Regions from separate parts of the Gossypium arboreum genome. Here region 2 is linked to region 1. A link is a contact called in public Hi-C data. All regions are on one chromosome and are shown on one strand. Each heading gives the region's core, a stretch centred on a gene start, on an enhancer-like site or on the middle of the called end of the contact. The rest is flanking DNA. Distances are from core to core; before and after follow the strand shown. Region 1 holds the start of LOC108461913 (indole-3-acetic acid-amido synthetase GH3.17-like). Region 2 holds the start of LOC108476525 (sterol 14-demethylase-like).

The links. Hi-C and Micro-C count contacts between places; a contact is called where the count stands out from the background.
Region 2: a contact with region 1 is called in a Hi-C map of leaf, with 2.5 times the contacts expected there. The contact joins the promoter of LOC108476525 here to the promoter of LOC108461913 in region 1. A contact is called at or near these places in 2 of 5 Hi-C or Micro-C datasets (both in leaf).

What each region holds. Positions count from the first base shown.
Region 1 is chr3:8,511,362-8,516,632 of ASM2569848v2, reverse strand. It overlaps LOC108461913 (indole-3-acetic acid-amido synthetase GH3.17-like), which reads right to left and starts at 2,555. Exons shown (of 5, transcript XM_017761895.2): 1 at 2,395-2,555; 2 at 1,847-2,220; 3 at 1,634-1,735; 4 at 641-1,497; 5 at 1-544. The coding sequence starts at 2,424.
Region 2 is chr3:8,641,629-8,646,652 of ASM2569848v2, reverse strand. LOC108476525 (sterol 14-demethylase-like) reads left to right here and starts at 3,435. Exons shown (of 3, transcript XM_017778748.2): 1 at 3,435-3,817; 2 at 4,150-4,634. The coding sequence starts at 4,173.

The DNA.
Region 1 (5,271 bases), core at 1,306-3,805:
TGGCTGAAAAACCTTGCTACCACCCTAGAATCTAATATGTTAATGGCCTCCCCAGATTTGATGCATCTTGGTGTCTTGTATTGGTTAACAGAAGATCCTTGAGACACACAGAAATCCATGAGTGCATCAAATGTTCCATGTTGCACCACTCTTATCTCCAATGGTCCAATTGAATTGTCCTTTCTCCGACATCTTCTATAAACAGAATCAAGAGATTCTTCCACCGTGGAGCAACACTGCTCCATTATCTTAGGATCAAGTACTGGAAGATGATTATTCCCTTTGCTTGTGAGCTCCCAGAATAGCACATAATGGCCTGGTATGGAGGAAGTGTCGGCATAGCTAGTGTACTCGATCAAGAGGATACCAAGCGACTCAACAATGACCTTTGCCTTTGTCACTGCCTTTAACAGGTCTTCCTCACTGGTTTTGTCTGTGTCTATGCTTAAAACGACATTCCTCCGATGCACGAATCGAAATTGAGGAGCTTTATTGTGGAATCCAGTTACCATTAGAATGTCTCCAACTCTATATCTATACAGGCCTGGAAAAAATTATATTGATATATGTTCAGTTCAATTTCCATTTTGAATTGGAAAACTTTTCAGTTTTATTTTCATATAACAAGGCAAGAACTAACCTGTAAAAGTTGTGACAACGAGTTCATAATACTGGCCAAGCTTAACATCCACGAGCTCAACAGTTTCAACATCTTCCTTTTCGGTCTCTTTTTCCATGCAATTTTCTTTGCAAACACCATTGCATTGGACATATTGAGCTCCATCTTCGTTTTTTTCCTTCACAGGTAAGAACTCGAAGTAAGCCATATTCGGGATAAGGGTGTAAGAGACATCCCAGGGCTTGCTCAGTGGTTTGAAATTGATCCCAAAGTAACATTCTGAAGAAGCATACATTGTGGAAACTAAAGGTAGCCCACCACTGTAGTATTCAAGAGTAGATACATATTGTGCCATGGAACCTGTAACAATAACTTCAATGTATTTTGTTCTAGGCCAGAGTTTCTTAATTATCCCTTCCCAGGATTTACTACTGCATTCATGTTCGATCAAGTCGGCTAACTCCGGTTTGGGTTTGTTTAGAACTAGTGATACTACTTTTCTGCAACCGGGGTCAGTGATCCAATCACTGACATGACCCGTTCTAATGTTGGAGCAGAGCTCTTTCCAATTATCTTCCAAGAACTTGATGGCCCGTAGGAAAGCAGAAGCAAAAACTGCACCAACTCTTAAAACCTCTTGTCGTTGTACTAAACCGCAAAGTAGTTGACAGTACATGCTCTGCTTGCTGTCAGAGCACAAGATGGTCTCATCAGGACTAGTGAAAACATTGAAGCGGTTGAAGGGTCGATTCTGGAAATTATTACTCTTATAGTAGCTTGTTAAGACAGGCCTCGCCATTAGACCGGAGGGAGTTTTAGTCTCCGGCTTAACAAACAAAAGATACATTGCTTTTCCTTCGTCCAAGCCGTCTACATACCTGCAATTTAACAAGTCGGGATCTTTTGTGACAAATGAAACCAAAGAACAGAATTGGAAGGAGCTAAGCTTCTTTTTAACAGGAAAAATATGTAAGAGAAAAAAGAACAGAAATGGAGGTAAGATAAGCTTCTTACTTGTTCATCACTGGCACAAGCAGATTATAAAAGAATGTCTTTCTGTGCAAGTCTTCAGCAGTTGAAGGCATCATCTTTGGCTGCCCACCAGAAGTACCGGAGCTTCATCAAGAAAAAGATAAATGGTATTCACCAGGAGTAAGCATCAAAATATATGATCATATAGATTCGTCACTAAAAAACAGATAAAAAAGCAACGACATGTATGTATACCTTGTGAGCAACTCAATGATTGGTTCAGCAGAAATGATGTTTGACGAATCCCCATTGGCAATTCGCTCAATATAAGGTTTGATATCTTCATAATTCACCACTGGAACTGTCTTTTTGAAAACTTGCTTGTCAAACTGTCCATCCAGGAAGCCCTTAAGATAATCCGTACGCGCATTTCGTGTTATTATCTCCTCTAATACCCGCTGCTGTATTTGTTCAACATTTTCCGTAAGGTCCTCCAGTATCTTCATGCCAGCTTCATTATCGTTCGGATCATAATTCGGCAACATCCCTGGCAGCTGGCAAGGATTACCTCTTGTCATTTGATTAACGTCTTTGGGTTTTCTAGAGCATGTGCTGAACTGCTGTTTGACCTATGAAAAGCAATAAAAAGGAAAAGAAAGCTTAGAGTCATTGAAGAGATTAAGAAAAGAGATGACAAAGCCAATAGAGCCATTGTCTCTTTTCTTTGAACTGAATTAAAAGCAACCTTATCAGCTTAAGCGAAGACAATGAGAATACTCAGAAAACACAGGCATGGAGCATACCGCTGTGCAACTTATGGGGCATGCTCTCATATTTAAAAGCCTAGGCCCTTCTAGTCTCTCTCTCTCTCAGCTGGAATATGTTTCTAGGGAACTGCTGATGAGAGCAGGAGGGGGGAGGGGAAATGATTAAATAACATATTCTTGGAGGCTTTTTTGGAAATGACGTATAATAAAAAATCTCTCCAAAAATAAGAAGAAAAAAAAAGAAGGGAAATGTGAGGGAAGTAGAGACTGTGGTGGTCCTACACACGTGGTGTTGTCTACTTAGCTGTGAGATTAGCTGCGGCTATTGCTGGTCAATACTACCTATAACTATAATCTACAAGTCCCTACTTTTCCCATCACTAAGTTATGGAAACCATTAAACAATTTCTTGTGAGATTTCAAAACCCAATCACAAGGGTTTTTTTTTTAGTATTAGTTTAGTGTACATATGTTAATGCAGAAGGCCTGGTCAGCACATCCATTAAGATGAGGCAGATGGAATGGGAAGAAAATAAGATAAATGATTAAGAAAAGAAATCTTAAGTTTCCATGAAAGAATAGGACAAAGTTGCAATCATGAATATCTCCTCTTTACAGATCCCCTAATACTGCCATTGCCAAGAGATCCTAAGGTAGACACTATTTTGATAGGGTGGGGGGGCATCCACACATTATTCTATGATAGATAATAGTGGTATGCAAGTTGTTAGAATTGATTTTAGGTGGCATTACACATGGGGATATGCACCAAATAAGAGAAAAGGGTAGATTTACACTCCCCTCAAATGTATGTATTTAGCTGACGCCCCCCTGGTTGATTCCAGGCTGCCAATGCACTGTTTGCAGCTTTTTATTTCTCCATAGGGTTTTAAGACAAATATTACGAGGAGTGGGAGTAGGCTGAAACAAAACCAAGTTTGTTTCTTTCCATAGAAAGTAATGATGATGAGAGTTGTGGAATATAATTGGATATGGTTTCAAAGTCATCACCACACAAATTCAATATTTGGGTTAAGCGAGGCTGGCTTGTGTTTTCTTGCATGACATGTTCAGTTGTTCACCACATATATCCATCTTATCAATGGCTCCTAGAAACCAATTCTGTTAGAGATGATTCAATCCCTTCATGGAAAAGAGAAAAAAAGAAATAAATAAATGAAGTATATAGAATTATAGATATGGGTTGTCATATAAGTGAATCATGTGTCTTGTCAGGGACCCTACCTGGAATCATCAAAATTATGATTGGAAACCGAGCAGTGGAACCAATATTTTTATGGGGATCTAAACCAGGAACTCTCTCCCACTGGATTGTAAATTTTAGGTCAAAAAAGTGTTTCCTTGCATCTGACACACCCGGTAATTGAAGGATCCAAGACACCCCCAGTACTCCTATTCTACACTATCTGTTGCTTCTTAACTACTACGTGTTACATATGAAGCAAAACTCCATGAGATTGTATCTTTAATTTGTCTAAACATGAGTGAAGCTTTGCATTATATGAATTAACATCAGTGGCTGAAGCGCAACCATTGAGGCTTGGTTCTGAATCAATCAAGAATCAAACATGCATCGAATCAGACAGCTTGAGTTTAATTAATGCCCTTGATGACAAATGTGAGGTGAGGTTCCATGGCAAGTGGATGTAATTGTCTACTATATTCATCATCTTCTTTCTTCTTGCCTCCAATGTAATGTTATAATCATATTTTTAGTGAAGGCAGCAGATTGGATAGCAAAACAATCTTTGAACCTTACGTGTTCAGACAATTGAATTGTGTCTGTTCCTTCTTTGTTATAATCATCTTTATTGAGAAAAAAAACAACAAACAGGTCCTAACTGTAATGCATCTTACAGGGCAAGCCAAAAAAAGTAGTGTGTTAATATTTAATTTAGTTAAATTTTCCTATTAGTTTTTGTACTATGCATAATTTATGAATTCAGTCTATGTACCTTAATTTGGACTTTTTCAATCTTTGTACTTTAAAAATTTTAACTCTCACTAAATGGTAGTTATTAAATTCCTTAAACTAAGTTTTATTATTTTCAAAATATGATGCATCAAGCATATTATTGTATTTTTAATGCCACATCAAGTTTAAAGGCGAAGTCAAAAAATGATTAAAGGGTAAAAGAATCCACAATGTAAAATATTTACAAAAGATTTACAAATATATTCATTTAAATTTAATTATAAAACACATTTAGAATTATTCGAAATGTTTATTGGCTGGTAATTTGTGCTTTGTACAAGTAAAATATTTTACTATCAAACTTTGCTTTATCCATCCCTAAAGAATTTGAGTATGAAACTATTAAATTTAAAAGTTAAATTTATTTATTAATTGCTCATAATGAAATAAAATTTTAAATTTTCAAGTGTTTTAAATTTCTCATTATGAAATAATTAAAATAGGCATAGAATTATTTCATATTGCAAAATAAAACATAAGGCTACATACATTAAAAAGGTGAAATGCAAAATTTGTATCATATAAATCATTCAATTGATTGAAAATGCAATAGAGTTATTAAGTTAATAAAATTAATGTGATTTGTTACTAAGTTTATCATAAAAAATTATAAATTCGATAAAAAAATTCAATTTAAAAAGGTTAAAAGCTAAATAGAGGAAAAGTTAAAATTAAAATTTGAGATGTCAAACATAAATTACAATATTTTAATTATTAATGATAAGGATTAAAATAAAATTCTTCAAAATTTATGAGGTTAAATTGTAATTTGACAGTCTCCTCTAGATTCATCCCTAGTCAAGTTGTTATTTCCTAGTATTACTTAAAAATAATAATAAATTTAACAATTGTTGTTTGTATTAAGACTAAAATTATAAAATTAAAAAATATAACAAAACAATGATTTAGTTGGAGAA
Region 2 (5,024 bases), core at 2,186-4,685, 130 kb before region 1:
TGGGTAATTTACTGTCAATTCATCTTTTTCACCGAACGATCGTACTCATTTCCTGCGTTCCGTTCCTCTAAATTACTCAGTTCAATTTTGTAACTTTTGTACATGATTTAATTATTTTCAACAATTAACATACATAAACATTAATCACCATTCATAAAATAACATTGAAATTTAATAATTTAACCGTACGAACTTACCCGGAACAATTTGCCGTAGTTGTAGAGATTTCTTAAACTATTCCGAATTTTTCTCTTTTCCTCGTTTATCCTCAATTTCTTGATCTATAATATAAAATTTTCACTTATCAGTATTGACTTCACATTCATTCTATTTCACATCCTTAATGTTTATAACTCGCTTACAAGTAACATTATCTGCAATTTTACTATTTACCTATGTATATTCAATGCTGTCCATCCATGTCATAGTCACTAAATTATTTTTATCTTGAGCTACAGAACTCCAAATTAGGATCCTCTAATTTTCACTGAAACTAGACTCACATATCTTCTTATCATAAAATTTTCAGAATTTTTGGTTTAGCCAATAATTACAGTTTATTCTTTAAAGTCACCCCTGTTCTGCTGTCTGAAAGTTCTAACCTTTCTTCACTAAAAATTAATTATCTCTTCATAAAGAATTCGGATGATATTCCCGTTTGTTCCTTTTGAAAATAGACTCAGTAAGAATTCTGTACATATAAACTTAAGTCCCTAATTATTTTTATTAAATTTTTTATGATTTTTCAAAGTCAAAACAGGGGAACTCGAATTCATTCTGATCTTGTCTCACAAAATTAATTATATCTCATAATTTACAAATCATTTGCTTACACCGTTTCTTCTATGAGAAACTAGACTCAATAAGATTTAATTTCATATTTTGTTCATCTTCTAATCAATTTATGGTGATTTTTAAAAGTTAGTTTACTGCTGCTGTCCAAACTGTTTTAGTGCAAGTTGTTTATTACTATTTTTCCCCTAAGCTTTTAATAAATGACAATTTCGTCCCTACTCAATTAGCCTCTCAATGGAGCTGATGTTTCTCAATTAGCACTTTATTCTATCACCTTTAACTAGTTTACAACCTTTAGGAATCAAAATTTCAGAAATAGACTTTAATTCCAAACATTTTCACAATTAGGTCCTAAAAATCAATTTCTATTGAAATTACCTAATAGAATCATCTCATAAACAAATTAATGCTTTAATTTCATTCTATTTCATCATAAAATTACATCACTCAACCATGGTGACTTTCAATTTCATCCATGAAATAAAAAACTAAGGAATTTAATAGTAGGACCTAGTTGTGAAAGTCTTAGAAACACAAAAATTACAAGAAAAAGGCAAGGATTAACTCACTTGGTGCAAAAATTATGAAATAATAGCTTATAGAACCCTCCTATGGCGTTTTTAGCTGCTGGAATTGAAGAGAAATGAAGAGAAATCTAGATATTTCCTATTTAGTCCTAGCTTTATTTAGTTAATTTTGCAATATTCTAATTTTTCCCTTAATTCATCAATTTTCCTGCTGATTTTAAACCCCTTGCCGTCCAGCCCAAATAGACCTTGAGTCTATTTGCCTTTTAAACTCTCTTTCTTTTATCATTTAAGCTATTTAATCATTCTTCATAAATTTACATTTGTTACAATTTAGTCCTTTTTATTCAATTAACCATCGAAACTTTAAAATTTGTTGACAAAACTTTAATACTAACTTATTAACACTCCATAAATATTTATAAAAATATTTATGGCTCGTTTTAAAAATTTTCAAACTCTCGATACCTCATTTTCGATTCTAAATTTTTTTTAATATTTATTTCTAGTACACTATTCGCTATTTCAAAAATTTTTCTAACTTCACATTTAACTTATATTCACTAAATTATTAATATTTTTCTACTCATTTTTCAATTTAGTGATCTCGAATCACTGTTCCGACAACACTGAAAATTTAGGCTATTACAGCAGAGGTATTACTTTTATTTATTAATTTACCTTTTTATCCTTGAAAGTTTCTTTATCAATCTTATTTTTTTTTTCAGATTTGGCAGCCAAGTTCTGCTGATAACGGGGAAGAAATACCTCTGCCAAATTCATTAAAATATTTATAATAAAATGTTGGAAGATAAATTTTAATATTTTATTAAATAAATTTATAAATTCACATATTTTAATAATTTTATATAAGTAAAATAATTTAAAAACTTCTATTATATATTAATTCTAATATGGTGTCCTTAATAGTCATTTTTATTTTCACCTCACCGCTACAACTGCGTTTGAATCCAAACACACACTCCATCATTGTTTCTAATCTCACCGCTACAGTATCCAATATTACCGCTACAGTAACTAATCTCACTGCCATCGCTGTTTTTAACCTCCCCGGAGGTAAACACACCCCATCTAACTTAAGCCTAGGAGGGATTGACTAGTGAGTGGCGTGGGTGCCTAGGGAGTAGTGTTTTATTTTTTATTTTTTCCTTTGCTCTTTTAATTACCATTTTTTTTCCTTTTGGGCCGAAAATTACAAATGTTTTGGGCTTTATGGTTTTGAGTTGGTTGGGCTTTTTATTTTTCAGCTTGGTCCAGGCAATACAAACCCAAATTTCCCAAAAACAGTCCAAATGGTTTTTAGTTACTCTCTGGATCAGTCTATTGGTCTATAACATCATTGATATGGAGTCAACAACCATGGTAACAATCAAAACTTTTAAGGTTAAGGCTTAAATGCAACATCTAGAGATCTCCGATCAGAGATCCAAGCAATCTGGTGACTGAGACTAAAAGCGACAAGACGGAGTGGGGATGTGTTTGGACTCCAGGTGTCGGACGAAAGCTGAAAAGGGGCTGGCGTGTGACAACATTAGAGGATGGTGGACTAAATCAATAAAGGCGCAAGACAAGGAGAATGAGACACGATGCAGGCGAAATTTAAATGCTGGGCCATTGAGCAAAAAAGCTACTTTAAAAAACAAAAGCTCAAAGACTGATGAAAGGAGGAAGTTGAGCACCAATAAGGAAATAAAAGACTACCCAGGAGTTGCAAAACATGGTTTTAAAAATTAGATCAATAATCGAATCAGTTATATCATCATGTATCAATTAAATAAATTATTTAAAATTTATAAAAAATTTACACAAAATTTGGTTAAATTTCTAAATCTAAATAAATATATTAATTAATTTTCGATTTAATTGATACAATTAACGGAAACGAGAGATGTCTGTCTTCCAGAAACTAAAATCTTGATTGTTAGGATGAATTTGGATTTAATTAATTGGGATGAATCAAGTTGGTTGATTTGATATTGGGATCTTGAGTTTTCTAATTTGGGTCTGACACCTCCCACTTACCCTAAATTTGTTCCTTTGCCCTTAATTATGTATCAAATTTCTTTCCTCCCGACTTCTCACGTGTTATCGTATGCAACCAAACAAAACAGCAAGGATTATAAATTTTGCAACCAAAGTCCTCTCGTCCAATTATAAGACCCCACGTCAACGTCAAAACTGCCCCTTTGGCTTTGGTGACCCACAGGTTTTACCAGAATCAACGAGCGCCCATGCAACTCGGCCTCCCAAACCGGCTCCGGACAAATCACGGCTCGGTTCGATTATATAAACACTCCTTACTTCCACTAATCCCTCACTAAAACCAACTTTGTCTAACCATTTTTCTCGGTGCTGAGAAATTCAGAGAAGAAAAATGATTCTCCCAGTTTGTTACTTTTCTCTTTAATCTACGTGACTCTCTCTTTCTGTTCCTTTTTCTTTGCCGATCTCCTGCATTCTGAATCTCAAATTAGGTACTTAATCTTCATTTTTTAGCTTTAATCTCTTCGTTTTTTATCTTTAATTTCTTGGGTTCCTACATTATTTGTAAGGTTTATTTTCTTACATTTTGGTTAACTTTCATTGGATTCTCCGTCACATTCTTGTTGATTTTCCTGCAAAAAATAATTTTATATAACGAAAGATTGCTACAACGATTTAGGCTTTTGCTTTTCTTTTTCAGTGACTCATGTTAGTCAAACGTTTGACTAACAGTATTGATTAAAGATTCTTCTCCTTAGCTTAATTTTTATATTTAAGTTTTACAATTATTACTTTTATTTGATTTTCAGCTGATTACTGATAGGAAATTATCAAATCCGAGGCACCATGGAAGCAGACGACAAGTTTTTGAACATGGGTATTCTCATAGTTGCCACTCTAGTAGTGGCCAAACTCATATCGTTCCTCATAATGCCCAGATCTAAGAGGCAGGTGCCGCCAGTAATCAAAAGCTGGCCTGTAATTGGTGGGCTCCTTCGATTCATGAAAGGGCCCATCGTGATGATCCGGGAGGAGTACCCAAAGCTCGGCAGTGTTTTCACGTTGAACATGTTTAACAAGAAGATAACTTTCTTGATCGGACCTGAGGTTTCAGCACACTTCTTTAAGGCTTCAGAATCAGACCTCAGCCAACAGGAAGTTTATCAGTTCAATGTGCCGACTTTCGGCCCTGGTGTGGTGTTTGATGTGGATTACTCAATAAGGCAAGAGCAGTTCCGGTTCTTTACGGAGGCCCTTCGAGTTAATAAACTTAAGGGTTATGTAGATCAGATGGTTACTGAAGCTGAGGTGAGTAGTTTGCTATGAATTTGGTTCGTGTTGTGCTTGTTTATATATTGTGCATTATTGGATGATCCCGTATCTGACCCCTCATAAAGAAGCGACAACAATTCCATAGTATCTGACTAGGGAAAATGAAGTTTTACCTGACATGGAGTTTGCATTTATGTTTTCGAGTAAATTGTAGTTTGGTGGGTGATAAACGAATCCAGTTAAGTAAAATTGGTTTGTTTGTTTCATTGTGGAATGTGGATTATGTGAAATACAAGCTGCACATGCTTATAAAGTTATTTTGAACATTGATATTGCTTTCTTTAAAATCAATGTCATATTTCGTGTTCTTGTGATTCGTGCATAAAATCTATGTTTCCTACTGTTTCCTTGATGAGTGTGAAGGGT